5 separate regions of the Mus musculus genome follow, and regions 2, 3, 4 and 5 are each linked to region 1. Evidence: chromatin contacts called from public HiCAR-type, HiChIP or PLAC-seq and promoter capture Hi-C data. All regions are on one chromosome and are shown on one strand. The core of a region is the stretch at or near the end of the contact, and the rest is flanking DNA. Distances in the headings are between cores, read along the strand shown.

What was found. Promoter capture Hi-C pulls out the DNA fragments that hold promoters and counts their contacts. HiCAR-type assays count read pairs that join an accessible place to other places. HiChIP or PLAC-seq counts read pairs in DNA pulled down with a chosen protein or histone mark.
Region 2: a contact with region 1 is called in an H3K4me3 HiChIP or PLAC-seq map of stem cell-derived neural progenitor cells, with 4 times the contacts expected there. The contact joins two enhancer-like sites. A contact is called at or near these places in 1 of 15 datasets of contacts at CTCF or cohesin (large pre-B cells), 8 of 115 datasets of contacts at active chromatin or transcription factors (astrocytes, differentiating embryonic stem cells, embryonic stem cells and 2 more) and 1 of 9 other capture datasets (embryonic stem cells).
Region 3: a contact with region 1 is called in an H3K4me3 HiChIP or PLAC-seq map of forebrain, with 4 times the contacts expected there. The contact joins the promoter of Stox2 here to the enhancer-like site in region 1. A contact is called at or near these places in 1 of 484 Hi-C or Micro-C datasets (cortical neurons) and 13 of 115 datasets of contacts at active chromatin or transcription factors (SST interneurons, astrocytes, cardiomyocytes and 10 more).
Region 4: a HiCAR-type map of astrocytes shows a contact between it and region 1, with 2.3 times the contacts expected there. The contact joins two enhancer-like sites.
Region 5: a promoter capture Hi-C map of pre-B cells shows a contact between it and region 1, with 3 times the contacts expected there. The contact joins the promoter of Snx25 here to the enhancer-like site in region 1. A contact is called at or near these places in 3 of 39 promoter capture datasets (the C10 cell line, liver and pre-B cells), 3 of 484 Hi-C or Micro-C datasets (CD4 T cells, erythroblasts and uterus) and 2 of 115 datasets of contacts at active chromatin or transcription factors (bone marrow-derived macrophages and embryonic stem cells).

Annotation. Positions count from the first base shown.
Region 1 is chr8:46,685,461-46,688,012 of GRCm38.p6, forward strand. No RefSeq gene overlaps it. Among named protein-coding and RNA genes, the nearest start is that of Gm31111, 7.7 kb to the left of the region's middle. Within about 2 kb of position 1,286, at least 439 of the 459 cell types and tissues checked have an H3K27ac peak or open chromatin away from gene starts, as enhancers often do. A contact at or near this core is called in SST interneurons, astrocytes, bone marrow-derived macrophages and 14 more, where this site is marked.
Region 2 is chr8:47,333,096-47,335,647 of GRCm38.p6, forward strand. It overlaps a transcript of Stox2 not described here. Among named protein-coding and RNA genes, the nearest start is that of Gm39171, 11 kb to the left of the region's middle. Within about 2 kb of position 1,281, at least 169 of the 459 cell types and tissues checked have an H3K27ac peak or open chromatin away from gene starts, as enhancers often do. A contact at or near this core is called in differentiating embryonic stem cells, embryonic stem cells and stem cell-derived neural progenitor cells, where this site is marked.
Region 3 is chr8:47,288,114-47,290,665 of GRCm38.p6, forward strand. Stox2 (storkhead box 2) reads right to left here and starts at 1,289. Exons shown (of 4, transcript NM_001114311.1): 1 at 1-1,289.
Region 4 is chr8:47,241,480-47,244,031 of GRCm38.p6, forward strand. The region is part of intron 1 of Stox2 (storkhead box 2); the gene reads right to left. Among named protein-coding and RNA genes, the nearest start is that of Gm51570, 22 kb to the left of the region's middle. Within about 2 kb of position 1,277, at least 185 of the 459 cell types and tissues checked have an H3K27ac peak or open chromatin away from gene starts, as enhancers often do. A contact at or near this core is called in astrocytes, where this site is marked.
Region 5 is chr8:46,151,173-46,153,724 of GRCm38.p6, forward strand. Snx25 (sorting nexin 25) reads right to left here and starts at 1,269. Exons shown (of 19, transcript NM_001372342.1): 1 at 610-1,269. The coding sequence starts at 984.

The sequences.
Region 1 (2,552 bases), core at 36-2,535:
AAGAGGAGGAAGTATCTTCTAACTTATTTTATGGGAATAACATTACCCCGTGTTCAACCTAGGGATGAAAGACCTGTTTGAACTCTGAAAAACCAAGCAATATAACTAAGTGTGTCAATCAACATCAACACTACCAACCACAAAAACAACCCCAAAAGCACACCACCATTTCAAGTAAAAGAATTTGACCAAGCTTAGACGGTAACTTTCAGAACTTTCAGAAACCTAAAAATAGACCAAAAAACAAAAAAACAACAAAAAAACCCCTAGGATATCTGTAAAAGAGATACAATAACAACAGAGAAACAATAACAACAAATCCATAGTCAATACCCAGTCCTCTGGGAAAGACTGAACGGCTCTCTCTTTATATCCGAGGAAGAAGCCAGTAGTGACTGCCCTCATTTCTGTCCCAACTATTGCAACAAGGCAATAAAGTATATAAAACACACATGCTGGAAAAAATAAAAAAGACTATATTTGAAGATGACGAGGTTGTCCATATTAAGAAAAAAATCCTAAAGGATCTATAAAAAATACACAAGAAATAAAGAACAAGTTAAGCAAACTCATAGAGTACAAACATAATATTAACAAATCCTTAATAGTTCAAGTGCTATCAACAATTAGAATTCACGTTGTAAAGAATTTTTTTTCCTGAGTTGTTCCATTAGAAAAAAAGGAGGGAAGAAGAAGAAGGAGGAGGAGGAGGAGGAGGAGGAGGAGGAGGAGGAGGAGGAGGAGGAGGAGGAGGAGGAGAGAAGAAGAAGAAGAAGGAGGAGGAGGAGGAGGAGAAGAAGAAGAAGAAGGAGAAGAAGGAGAGAGAGAGAGAGAGAGAGAGAGAGAATGAATTTAAATTATGTTCAAATAACATGGTAGAAAATATCCGGTGTATAAAATATGTATTCTACATGCTTTGCTTTACATTTGACATAGTCTACCTAAAAGGGATTCTTTATCCTTCCAAATAATGAAATGCATGAAACAGAAATGTAATCTCTTGATCCAAAACTTAATCTTAACATTCTGCTGTTTAAGCTTCCAGATGGTACCTTTTTTAATCTTGATTTTGGCGCGCGCGCGCGCGCGCACACACACACACACACACACACACACACACACACACACACACACACACACACACATTTTCAATAGCAGTCTTATATTTCAAAGAGAGTGGGACTGATGTGGGACTTCTCTCCTTGGAAGGCTTGCCTCCCTGGATTTAACAACCTGTTTGTTGATAGCACAGATGTGGTTTCTCCTCACTGTCCACTTGGGGGCTATCTCAATCTATTTCAGATCCACTAGATAGGGACTGTCTTCCTAAACCGAGTCTTCCTGTCTAGCAGGAACTCATAGATTGTCCCTGTGATATGAAACGAGGCCGTTAGGCCCCAGTACCTGACTTTTTTTTGATACCTTTTAAAGTACATCATTAATGAAAACTAAACTCGCACAGGGTTCTGCACGCCTACCTTGCATTACCACTGCGTCTGCGCGCCACAAGTGTGGACTACATCTCCCAGGATGCATCGTGTCCCCGCCCGCGCAGCCTTACTTCCTGCGAAGGACTTCCGGAGTGTTAGTAACCTTGCTGACTACTGGATTTAGGGTCTTTTTGGGAGGTCACTGGGACTAGCTTGTATTTTTCTGGGAGGAGAGGGGGACAGCAAGCCATAACAGGGCGGCATCTGTCCCGTTTTCTGGTGTGCACAGACCTTGCTTTCTGGGAGAGGCGTTGGCTCCGCCTTCAGGCAGTCCTCTTACAGGTGGTTGGCTGTTGTTCTTGTCATTCAGCCGAGTCCTTGGACTTGTCAGAGATCATCAGTGAGACAGGCCAGCAATCCTGAGTTATAGTGGTTTAGTGACCATTTCTTTTCTTTTCTTTCACCCACCCCCTTTAAACCACGGACATTTTAGTGAAAAATAAAAATACTATAGATAAGTTGTCAGATAATTTATTCTGCAAACGTATGCGTGCTTTCTTTACCAGGTGTTTTTAAGGATTTTGTTAGTGTTGGCCTGGAATCCTTTTTTTCTAATCTTTTAAAACCTATTACTACTAATGTGTCTTGAAGATACTACTTAGGGAAAACTGAAAGTGTGTGTGTGTGTGTGTGTGCGCGCGCGCGCGCGTGTGGTGTAATTTCTAAGGAACTACAATTCCCATCCAGTTCAGATTGAAATGGGCTAAAGGGTGAGTGCGGTGGGCTCAGTGGTAGAGTACTTGCCTAGCATACTTTAAAAAATTCAAAAAAGGTGACTCAAAGTGGGCATACATTTCTTTATAAAAAGACACTGTTGAGGAAATGGGTGGGTCGGGGGCTTAAGATGCATGTCCTAGTTTGTTGATTCTGGAGTCTCTGTGAGTCACTATGCTTCCTCTCCGTACTTGATAGTTTTGTGAAAGCAACTCAAAAGGACACGCTCCTTCTCCATAAACACCCTAAAATTGAGATGCTAATAATGATATGATGATGGTTAAAACAAAAATAATGTGGACTGTGTAATAAGAGGTCAGATTAACTAGAAATGCTAGTTAAGATATA
Region 2 (2,552 bases), core at 31-2,530, 650 kb after region 1:
CACTTCCTGCCCCCTCCCCCTTAACTCACTGTGGGAGATAAGCCATGTACCATCCAAAGAGAAGCCACCCGCCTTTCTATCTGGTAAGCCCAGGGCAGAGCCAACAAACTGTTCCAATGGATACCAACAAAGAGTGACTATGTGGGGCAAGCATTAATTACAGGACAGGCTGGCATGGGAAACAGATGTCAAGGCTCTAAAAGGAACACTTCCTCAGCAGGTTATAAAAGGACAGAGTCACCATCTCTGTCCCATGTCCTACAATAAAGCACCAGGGGAATAAGGCTGTCCTGAAAGACTGTGACATTTTTTATTTGCTTTTGATAACAAAGTGACCAAGAACAAGAGACTAAACGTCCACTGAAGGCTCATCTGACACAACCTCCCAGGGCATCCCAGGCCAGGAGACGGCTTACCTGGCCCTTCTCTGCTGTGGCCTTGTGTTCCAGCCTCCCAGATTTATCTGTGTGACCTTTCTACCTCCCTCCTTGCAACATTTTTATTATTGTTTATTATATTTGTTTATCCAATTTCATACATGTTATACATAACAGACTGAGTTTGTTTTCATATTTTAAAGATCACTATTTAACCCTGCAGTCAAATAGTCTCAAGAAGGCGTCTGGAAGTGTCACGGTTATAGCTGTAGTGAAATTCCTAGACTTCTGTCAGCAAATGGAAATGGAGACTTTTGAGAAGGAACCCCCCCCCCCATGCATATCAGGCGTTGTATACAATGGATATGGGTAGCAAACACGCATCTGCTCTCATCTACTCTGAAACCTATTGGGCTGCTTTTCCTCTGTCCTAGACAGGAAACAGTCAACAAAAGCCTAGCCACCAATTCTTTAACAGGTGAAATAGAGCCTGACCAAGAGGATTAAAAATATAAACAAAAGAGGGGCCTTTTTCTTCGCTCTAATGTGTACCAGAGTATAAAGACAAACTACTTCTGGTCATGTTAACTTACAAGCTCGGAGTCACTGTTTCCACTGTCTCTCTTCTAACCACCTAGTATTTTACATACTCTTAAGTGCAGAGTTGGTTCGAATCGAATCAGCAACATTAAAAGGTTGATTTATTATGATTAAACAAATAAGTACAGCCGGTACCTATAACTGTACTTGCGTAACACACCTTGTCCCAAAGCAGCCTCCCAATGAAGTACAATGCCTAACCTAAGATTGTACCTCTGTAACCAAGCAACTAGGTTTCAGCCAATCACAGCCATCAGGCTTTTCCCAGTCCTGGCTGCTGCCGATCAGGCCATGCCCATATAAGGTGAATGCTGACTGTGGCCAATCAGGTTGCTTCTCTATGTCACTTCCTCTCTCTTGCTATAACTATAACCTGTTCGGTGCTGACACAGAAGTGGGCTCCTCGGTAGCTTTCCAGCCCCTCTGACAATGCCTGACAGCATCACAGTGGAGGGATTTGCATGTCTTTATTGCCGATTTTCTTCCCTCTGGGTGACAAACTGTATCTTAAGATAGCGCTCCGTGCTTGATTGGTTCTGTCATGTGTACTAAAGACAGGCTAGATCCTGCAGGACTGGAAGCAAATAGCTGTACAATCAATACGTATCTCTTCCTTAAAGCTACAGAAATAGCCTGAGCCTGGGGAGACAGCAAAAATCAGTAGATTGCCTGGCGTGGAGTACTCAGAACCATCTGCAAAGGTTTAGGTTCTACAAACTTTCCTCTTCCTCTTCCCTCTTCTCCCCCTCCCCTTCCCCCTCCACCTCCTCTTCTTTTTTATTTTTAATTTTGGTGGTAGGCTTCTTTGTTTTTCTTTTTCTTTCCTGTTTGTTTCTTTGTTTGTTTATTGAATCAGTGTCTCGCCATGCTGTATGCTTGTCTAGAATTCTCTCTGTAGCCCAGGCTGACCCAGAACTTTCAGTCCTCACAGAGTAATAAGATTATAGCCTGTGCCTAGGACCTACTTCTTGCTCAAGTAAAAAAATTAACTTAAACTGCTCTCTGTTTCCCATCAGCACAACAAAATTGCCAGTCCAGCTGCTCAGGCAGGAAACAAAGTGTCAGAAGTGCTACTGGTGACAAGCAGAAGGCCAGGGTGATGAAAGGCTTCCCATATGTCTAAATTTTACTCTAGTTCTAGACTTTAAACAACTATTAAAGAAATGCTAGTTTAAACTTAGCAATAGGGATACAAAGGAGATCTCGAGATACACAAAATGCCATAATTCATGCATTTTTAAAAATATTTATTTATTTATTTATTTATTTAGTATATGTAAGTACACTGTAGCTGTCTTCAGACACTCCAGAAGAAGGCATCAGATTCCGCTACAGATGGTTGTGAGCCACCGTGTGGTTGCTGGGATTTGAACTCGGGACCTTCAGAAGAGCAGTCGGTGCTCTTAACCACTGAGCCATCTCGCCAGCCCGATGCATGCTTTTTTCCCAGGAAAATAGCATATTAGACTCCATATCTTTTCTGTGGAATTCTGTGTTGCATTAACAGATCAAAAAAAAAAGATTTATATTAAAAATATTCAGTTGGAAGAGGAATAGAATTATTCAGCCCTAAGA
Region 3 (2,552 bases), core at 39-2,538, 600 kb after region 1:
TCCGTCTACCGAGGCCACGACCCGGGAGGACTCTGCGCACATTTTTTCCCCCAGCCCCTCTTCTCGTCGGTGTCTACACCGCCGGCGGCAGGTCCGGCCCTCCCCACGCCCCCCCACACCCCCACGGAGAAGGCTCGGATTTTACACTCGTCCCACAATGCATTCCACTTCATTTGCAATCCGCCGGGCTTCCAGCTTCCAGATTCCTGAGGGGGAAGGCACGTTGGGAGGCTCGGCGGCCGGGAGGGGGCGGCCCGGGTGGGGGCGCCGAGACTTGCAGCGTGGAAGCAATGGGAGCGCAGACAATGGCCCGATTCAGCGCAGGAGTGCTTAGCCAACTGTGCGCCACAGCACAAAAGACCCAAACAAATGAGGAAGCCGAGGCCTCCGGGGGCCGACCCGGGATCGCACGCCCCGGCAGCTTGACCGGTGGGCGGCAGCCCCAACCGCACTAGGAGGCTTCAGCGCGAGGCGTGGGGATGACAGCGTCCGAGTCGCGTCCCCCTGGACCTCCCAGCCGCGAGGGCCGCAGTCCCCGGCGCCCGCTGTCTCTGCTTCTCTCTCGCAGTCCTCGGGAGGCAGTCTTCATTCCAGAGGCTCGAACGGGGGGCGCACGGGAGCACCGGGACCGCCGCTGCGACAACGCAGGAAGAGCCCCGTTGGGTGCTGGCGACCGCGGCGCGCCGTCAGGCTTCCTCCTTCCGAGGCTGGCGGGGGCGCGGGAGGGTGGGGGCGCGTGCCGACACGCGTGGGTCCCCCGCCGCAGGCATACTCTTACTCACGGGCCGCGGTGGCTGCGGAGCCCGGCGATCGGCCCCCGCGCGAGGCCATCGCGGCTCGGGGACTAGCGCGTTGCGCTCTGGCACCGCCGAAAGCGGGACGGCTACCCAGTGTCATGCTAATCTCGGGGCAGCGCGGAGGCTCGGCGTAGATCCCCGCAGCAAAGCCCCAGCGGCGACGGCGACGGCGGCGGCGGCGGCGGCGGCGCGGGGCCTGGGCCCTGCGGATGACACCGCGCGGATCGTTCCACGTCTTTCCGATGGTCCCTCCCCCTCGCTCCGAGGGCTAGCCTTCGTGGGAACGCGCTGATCTGCGGCGCCCGGCCTGGTCCACCTGCGCCCAGCCGGAGACGCGGGGCGCCGCGAACGCGCGGGGACGCCAGGCCCACGCCGACTGCCACGCGCCAACGGCCTGCGCCCTCTGCGATCCTGAGTGGAAGTCACTCCCCAATGGCCTGGTTGCGCTGGCGGGCCCGGGGCCTCTGCACCGCCGGGCCCTGCACAGCTGCTTATGGTCCAAGCACCAATCGCTGCAGGACAGCGGTGCGCGCGGAGGAGGGGGCGCGGGCCAGACGCGAGGTCACGCCGAGTTAAAGGCGCCCGGCCTGGCCGCCAGCCCCGCCACGCGCCGCCACTCCCATTCTTATCCACCACTCTCACCTCCCCATTTGGGTTGCCAAAAATGCGTTTTGAGCTCTAAACAAGGAGAATAAACTTGATTGCCTCTGGAGGTGATCTGTCATTTCCCGTTTGAGCTGGGTGGTTTTTTTTTTTTTTTTTCTTTCTTTCTTTCTTTTTTTTTTTTTTCCTTTTCTTTAATGCATCTGTGACAACGAGACGTTCCCAATCATTTTTAAAGGTGGCATTCCACGCTGATGGGTGACAAGATGCAGAGCCAGCAATAGGAAGCCTTCATGGAAACGTGTATTCAGCAGTCGGAGGGCCCTAAAGGGTTAAGATTCAGGAAGCTCTGGCAAGACATCCAGGAGGCAGAAAGGCAATGAGATCTAGAAGGGAGGCCATCATCCATCTCCAGTATGTGGCTTGGTAATACATAGCCAGAACAACCTCTCTGTGGATACCAAGGGGGTGGGGATAAAAAGCCACAAGTCGCATATAAAACCTATAACTACATCAAGCAATATTAATTACTAACTACAAACCTATTAGCTAAATGTTTAGCGACCTCCTTTTAGATTCAAGACAAGCCTTTAAAAGGTACCCTTTGCTAAAATGGCAAGGAACAGAAAGACGACTGGTTTAGAAGATCAATGTGTAAAGGGCCATAGAGGTGAATTTTTTGTTAATGTTTTCACGAATGGGCGTTACTGACATTCAGGTATCTCAAATCAACAAAACATCAGTTCTCAAGACACCAAAATGGTCACACAAATTTTTGCAGTAATTATGACTTAAGAGGGATTGTGATCATGTGACAACTTTGGTATTCATTCACTGAGCAGATTAAATAGGCAACATACCAAATATGGTCCCATGCAATGAATGGTCCAGCAGAAAAGAAATGCAGGAAGCTGAGTTAAAGCCAAAAGTTGTGCCACATTTTATAAAGATGCATTAACCTCTGTGAGGCATGCCAGTAGCTGGGGCCTAGAGCATGAAGAGCCCCTCAAAGAGTGAAGGGATTGGTGTCCAGGGCCATGGGAACAAGTGCGACGGTCCTGAAGTCTAAACCAGTCTTGGTTTCTGTTGGAAGAAATGCAAGAAGGCCAGTATGGCTGGAGTCAGAGCTGAACAGGAAAGCCGTGGGCGGTG
Region 4 (2,552 bases), core at 27-2,526, 560 kb after region 1:
GATGCACGGCAGAACCTTCTACCCACTGCTTAACAGCTTTGAATTTCCTGAGGTGATGGTCCCGCTGGATCAACTAGGTTCTGAGACACGTCTGTGGCCTGACCTCAGATAAAGCTGGGCAACTGGCAGAGTTCACCATGCTCTGCAGGGGCAGAAATAGGCATTCCTTGTTGCTGAGGTGGTTTCATTCTGCTTATTCATTTAAAGACTTAGGCCTTTTCTAGGAACAGTTTGCAAGGTGAATACAACAAGAAGCCAATACAGCAGCAGCTGGGTCCAAATGCTGGCTCACACACGTCTCTCTGGAGCTGGGGTGAATCCAATCATCCAGTGCAGTTCCCCCCACTAGTTAGGGACACCACCGATGTAGACGCTGCCCCGACCGTCATAGGGCACCAGTTTACTACCCACAAATCTGACAAAACGTTCCCAGACTACCTGAACAGATCCTGGAGAGGATCTGAGTCACGGTGCCACAGAGAACCAGGGTCGGGGCTTAGGGGTTTGTCTCTGTCACCAGCACCCTCCGTGCTTCACAAACCACCCATCCACAGCCCTCCCTCTCTGCTGTCTGTAAACTCGGCTTCCTTTTTAGATTCGAGTTTGAACGGTCAATGCATTTATTCAGTAGATCATTCTGAAGCAGCCACGTATTCTGTTCGATAAATGGGGGGAAAAAAAACCCTGTAGGATCATTATCAGGATATAAACTGGCCAATCTCAAGGAATCAAAAACGAGCAAAACTGGCACTTTCTGCAACCCCCTCATGGCTATCATAAACACGAATCATACAAAAGACTCTAAAAAGTAATCAATGCCAAAATCGTCTCCAGATAGGAACAAGTTTGCTTACCCAACACAAATGCACTTTAAAATATCATTTATCCACCAAGAGAGATTGTCACTGATGCCAGAGATCAAATGCATGTTGACTCTATGCAGGATGAATAACATGGAGGGTTATCTCTTTTTTTTTTTTTTTTTTTTTTTTTTTTTTTGGACTACGCTTGAGATTCTATATGCCACGTCTGCACGTGTTATCTGTAATACAACGCAAGCCCATATAAGAGAACAAATGAAGGCAGCTGTAAAACTTCCTTACGGGTTACAGTCAGTAATTAAGGCAAAGAGAAAGGAGAGCGCTCTAAACTGCAGTCTTTCGGAGCCAGGAGCTCCTAATCCCCAAAGATTCCGAAGCATTACCTCATTGCAGCCTTGAGACAAGCTGAGCATTCACTCTGGGTCTTACCCAGCATCCACCGGTTCACACAAAGACAACAGAGGCGTGACCAATCACATTGTGGCTAGCAGGCACTGTTGCAAAGCCCTCTCCCAATATTACCCATTGACATGCTCGCTGGCAGCCCTGCTGAACTTGTTGTCATGGCAACACATCCCAGCTGCTCACCGAGGCTTGTTCTATTACTTTTTTTTTTCTTTTCACCGCTCACTTAGCTAATTAAAATTTTAGAACTATGTTTTGCATGTTGGACGCAAATTAAAACAATGCAGGGTCCTTCTCTTTTCTCCCTCCCCGTCCCCCCCACCCCATTTTTTTCTTCAATGAAGCTTTAAAAAATGCTGGGAAAAGCTAACTGAAGGACACTCCCATGAAGTCCCAATATAACCAATCAATGGAGAGACTGCATGTAGCTGTAGCCAGATGGAATTTGTCGCTAAACCTAATCTGCAGCAAAGCAAAACCAAACCATGAACGTCGCTAACAACACTCTTCCTGTTTTGAAATCTGTAAGCCAATTTGGCATAGATTACGTATGTTGCAATATTTGCATTGTTCTTGGTCAAAATGTTCTCTTAAATGTTGTTGTTTTAACATGATTCTGACTTAAAACAGCTTTACCCAGAATTCCACGATGCAAGCAGAGTGAGTGAGTAAATAAATAAATAAATAAATAAACAAACACAGAGAGGATTGGGGGGTGGAGGGGGCACTGCCAATATGGCAAGTGCTTAGAGAAGTTCTGGCAAAAATCGCCAGGCTGGCAACCTACTGCATGGGTTCCATTTGCCCACCAGTCTCTACCAAGGTGGCAGCCCCACCGCTGAGAACCCATGGAAAGAAATGCCAGCTTTTGTTTACCAAAGCAAAGAGAAATAAATCCAACATTCCCAACTGCTTCAAGGATGATGGCTCCTCCCTTCATCGTCTTTTCTGAAAATTCCCTCTGCGTCCTGAGCCAAACCTTTGTCACTGGGGAGGATACCAAAGGCATCTTTGAAGGTAAACATCTTAAATTTGAAGGTATCTGAGCCTGCCACCGACACAATTAGCTCTGAGCAAGCTGAACGGGCAGAGACAGCAAACATCGAAGTTCAGAAGGTGCAAGTGCTATTGCGAAGGAGGCCAGTCTGCACTGATTTGAATCAAATGAGAAAAGGGGGAGAGCAACAACAGCCTGGGAACACCGACTTGGATTCTGTTTCCTCCGTGGTTGTGCTATTCATTTTTATCAGTGTGAAATAATCCGCAATGGGCAGATTTGTAGCCCCCGAGTAACCGAGGAGGAGGTAGGGGAGAGCAGGACCCGCC
Region 5 (2,552 bases), core at 19-2,518, 530 kb before region 1:
CGTTGAAAATCCAGTTCTTTCCTACGTTCCGCAACATAACCACAACCCTGATGTCCTACACCTGCCTGAGGACAGCTTTTCCTCTTAACAAACGACAGTGGTTCCTGGTGAGCATGCCACCCCCTCAACCCCCTCAAATAGACATCCACCTGAGCTGCATGACAACTTAACCAACATGGTGGAAGACAGGACCTTACAGGTATGAAGTACACGGGGCCCATTGAGTGAGCTCCCTCGGACTGGGTGACCTAACCAAGTTTTCTCTTCTGTAAGCCGTCATAAAGTTATCTCCCAACCACTACAGATCGAAGAACCAAACAGGAGCATCAGTGATGAATGCGAAGCCTGCCTCCCGTGGGTGCTGTAAGCGGATTTTTCTCGGCACTCACCAACTGCACTTCAACATCGGAGACCCGCCTGGATGGATCTCTCTGTGCAGAGGATGGTGGATGAGTTAACTACAGCGCCTAAAACGGCGCGCGTGACCAAGCCCGCGCAGCCCAGTCTTCCGCGGGCTTCGGCTGCCGGAGGGCCACCCGGCCGGAGCCCCCCGGGGTCTGCGCGCGCACGAGGCCGCGGGCACGCGAGGCAGTCGAGACCGGTACTCACCCGCAGCGGACAGCGGACGGTCGCCGCCAGCCGGCTCCAGGAAGAGACGAAGTCCGGCGGCTGGGCGCGCGGGCTCCAGCAGACGAGCGAGACCAGTGTCCCCAGCAGCAAGGCGGCCGCGGCGCAGCTCAGGTACAGGCTGAGGCGCAGCAGCACGGCGCCCGGCCCCGTGCCCGCCGCCGGTCCCCAGCCTGGGACCAGGCAGCACAGCGCCAGCACTGCCAGGGCGGCCACGGCCGCGGGCCCCCGCCAGCCCCAGCCCGGGCCGTCCGCCGTCCGCGGCCGGTCCGCGGAGCCCCGGGCAGCGCGGCAGGCGTCTGCGGCGGACGTGGGGCCGCGGCGGGCGCCGCTGCTGTCGGTGGCATCGCGGTGCATGCTGCTTCCTGGGCCGCTGGCGACAGGCTCATCTCCCGGCCCGCAGCCCCCCGGCGCCGCCCCGGGCCGTGGCCTGTGCGCGGCGCCCCGCCGCCTCGCCGCTCCCGCCGCCGCTCGCGAGGCAAGGGCAGCCCGCGCTCATGCCCTCGCCGGCGGCCCTGAGCGGGAACCGCTCCAACAGACACCGCCGCGCCCCCCCTCCCGCCTCGGTGCCGCCGCCCCGCGCCGGGCCCGCAGCTGCCCGCCGACCGGGCGCGCCCAGGTAGCGGGACCGCGAGGGGGACTGAAACCCCAAGGGCTCGAGACGCGCGGGGGCGGGGGCGGGACCTGCGGCTGAGTGACAGTGGGGCGGGGTCGCCCCGCCCACCCGGGGCGGGGGCGGCCGGAAAGGGGCGCGACCAATCGCAGTGGACCCCGCTACTTCCCGAGCCCCGCCCCCGCCCCCCGGGGACCGCGTCTGTTCGTGGAAAATTTTGCTGCAGGTGTCAGAAGCCTGCGTTGAGCTCCGCTCAGGTACCCCCTTATTTTCGTCTCTCCGCTCCTCGCCTTGCCTACAGCCCCATACCAGACGCCAGCCTTGTTCTCTAGCTCTCTGATTAACCTCGTACTGTCCCTGATCCTCTCTTTTACTACTTTCTTCCAACGGACCCCACTCCACTGCCCAAGGGTAGGGGACTAAGACAAACCTGGAGGAGTCAAGCGAAGCCTGTGGTTCCCACTTACTTATGGAAAGACTCCCCAGTGCCAGAGAGTGTACATAGCTGCCACAATCGATTTGGCTCCGATTTTGTGTTTTTGTTGCCAACAACTACTCGGTACAAAAGCTGTTACCCACGCAAAAGAAACTGGTTCAAAGAATTTTGAGAGAACATATTTTCCTTTCCTCTCTTGACTGCAGCCGGTAGTCTACAGACGATGTTTGCTGAGATGAAAGATGTCCAAATGCTGCTCAATACTGTAACAGAGCTGCCAAAGCCCATAAAGGGTGTTGACTGTCTTAGAGGGATGATGGAAATGAAGGATTTCTGAAGACACTGGGAGAGGAGATAGAGTAGAGAAGACAAAAAAAAAAAAAAAAATGAAATAAGAAAATAAGAGAAGCTTGACAGATAAGGAGCTAGCACCCCCATGACACTGAGATGAAGAAGTCCAGGTTCTTTAACTTGTACTATTTTGTTTTGTGACAGGGTCTCTCTGTGTAAACCTGGCTATCCTGAAACTCACTATGTGGACCAGGCTAGTCTGGACCCCCCCAGAGATCTACTTGCCTCTGCTTTCAGAGTGCTGGAATCAAAGGTGTGCAGCCTAGGTTTGCAGTGTTCGCTAATATGGTGATGGGTAGTGCCCTCCGAGTAGCAGACAAGTAACATAGGTGTTACAATGCAGTGTTATATATTGTGGCTACACTGGGTTTTTGGTTTTGTTTTGTTTTTTTCTGTAAAGGGGTTGTTCCATCTGTAATAAGTATTGTGCCATTTCATCAAAAAAAAGGAAAAAAGTCACAATACTCATGAATAAAGTGCTTGCTTACTTGCTTGCTTAAAACAAAGTATTACACAAAAAAGTTA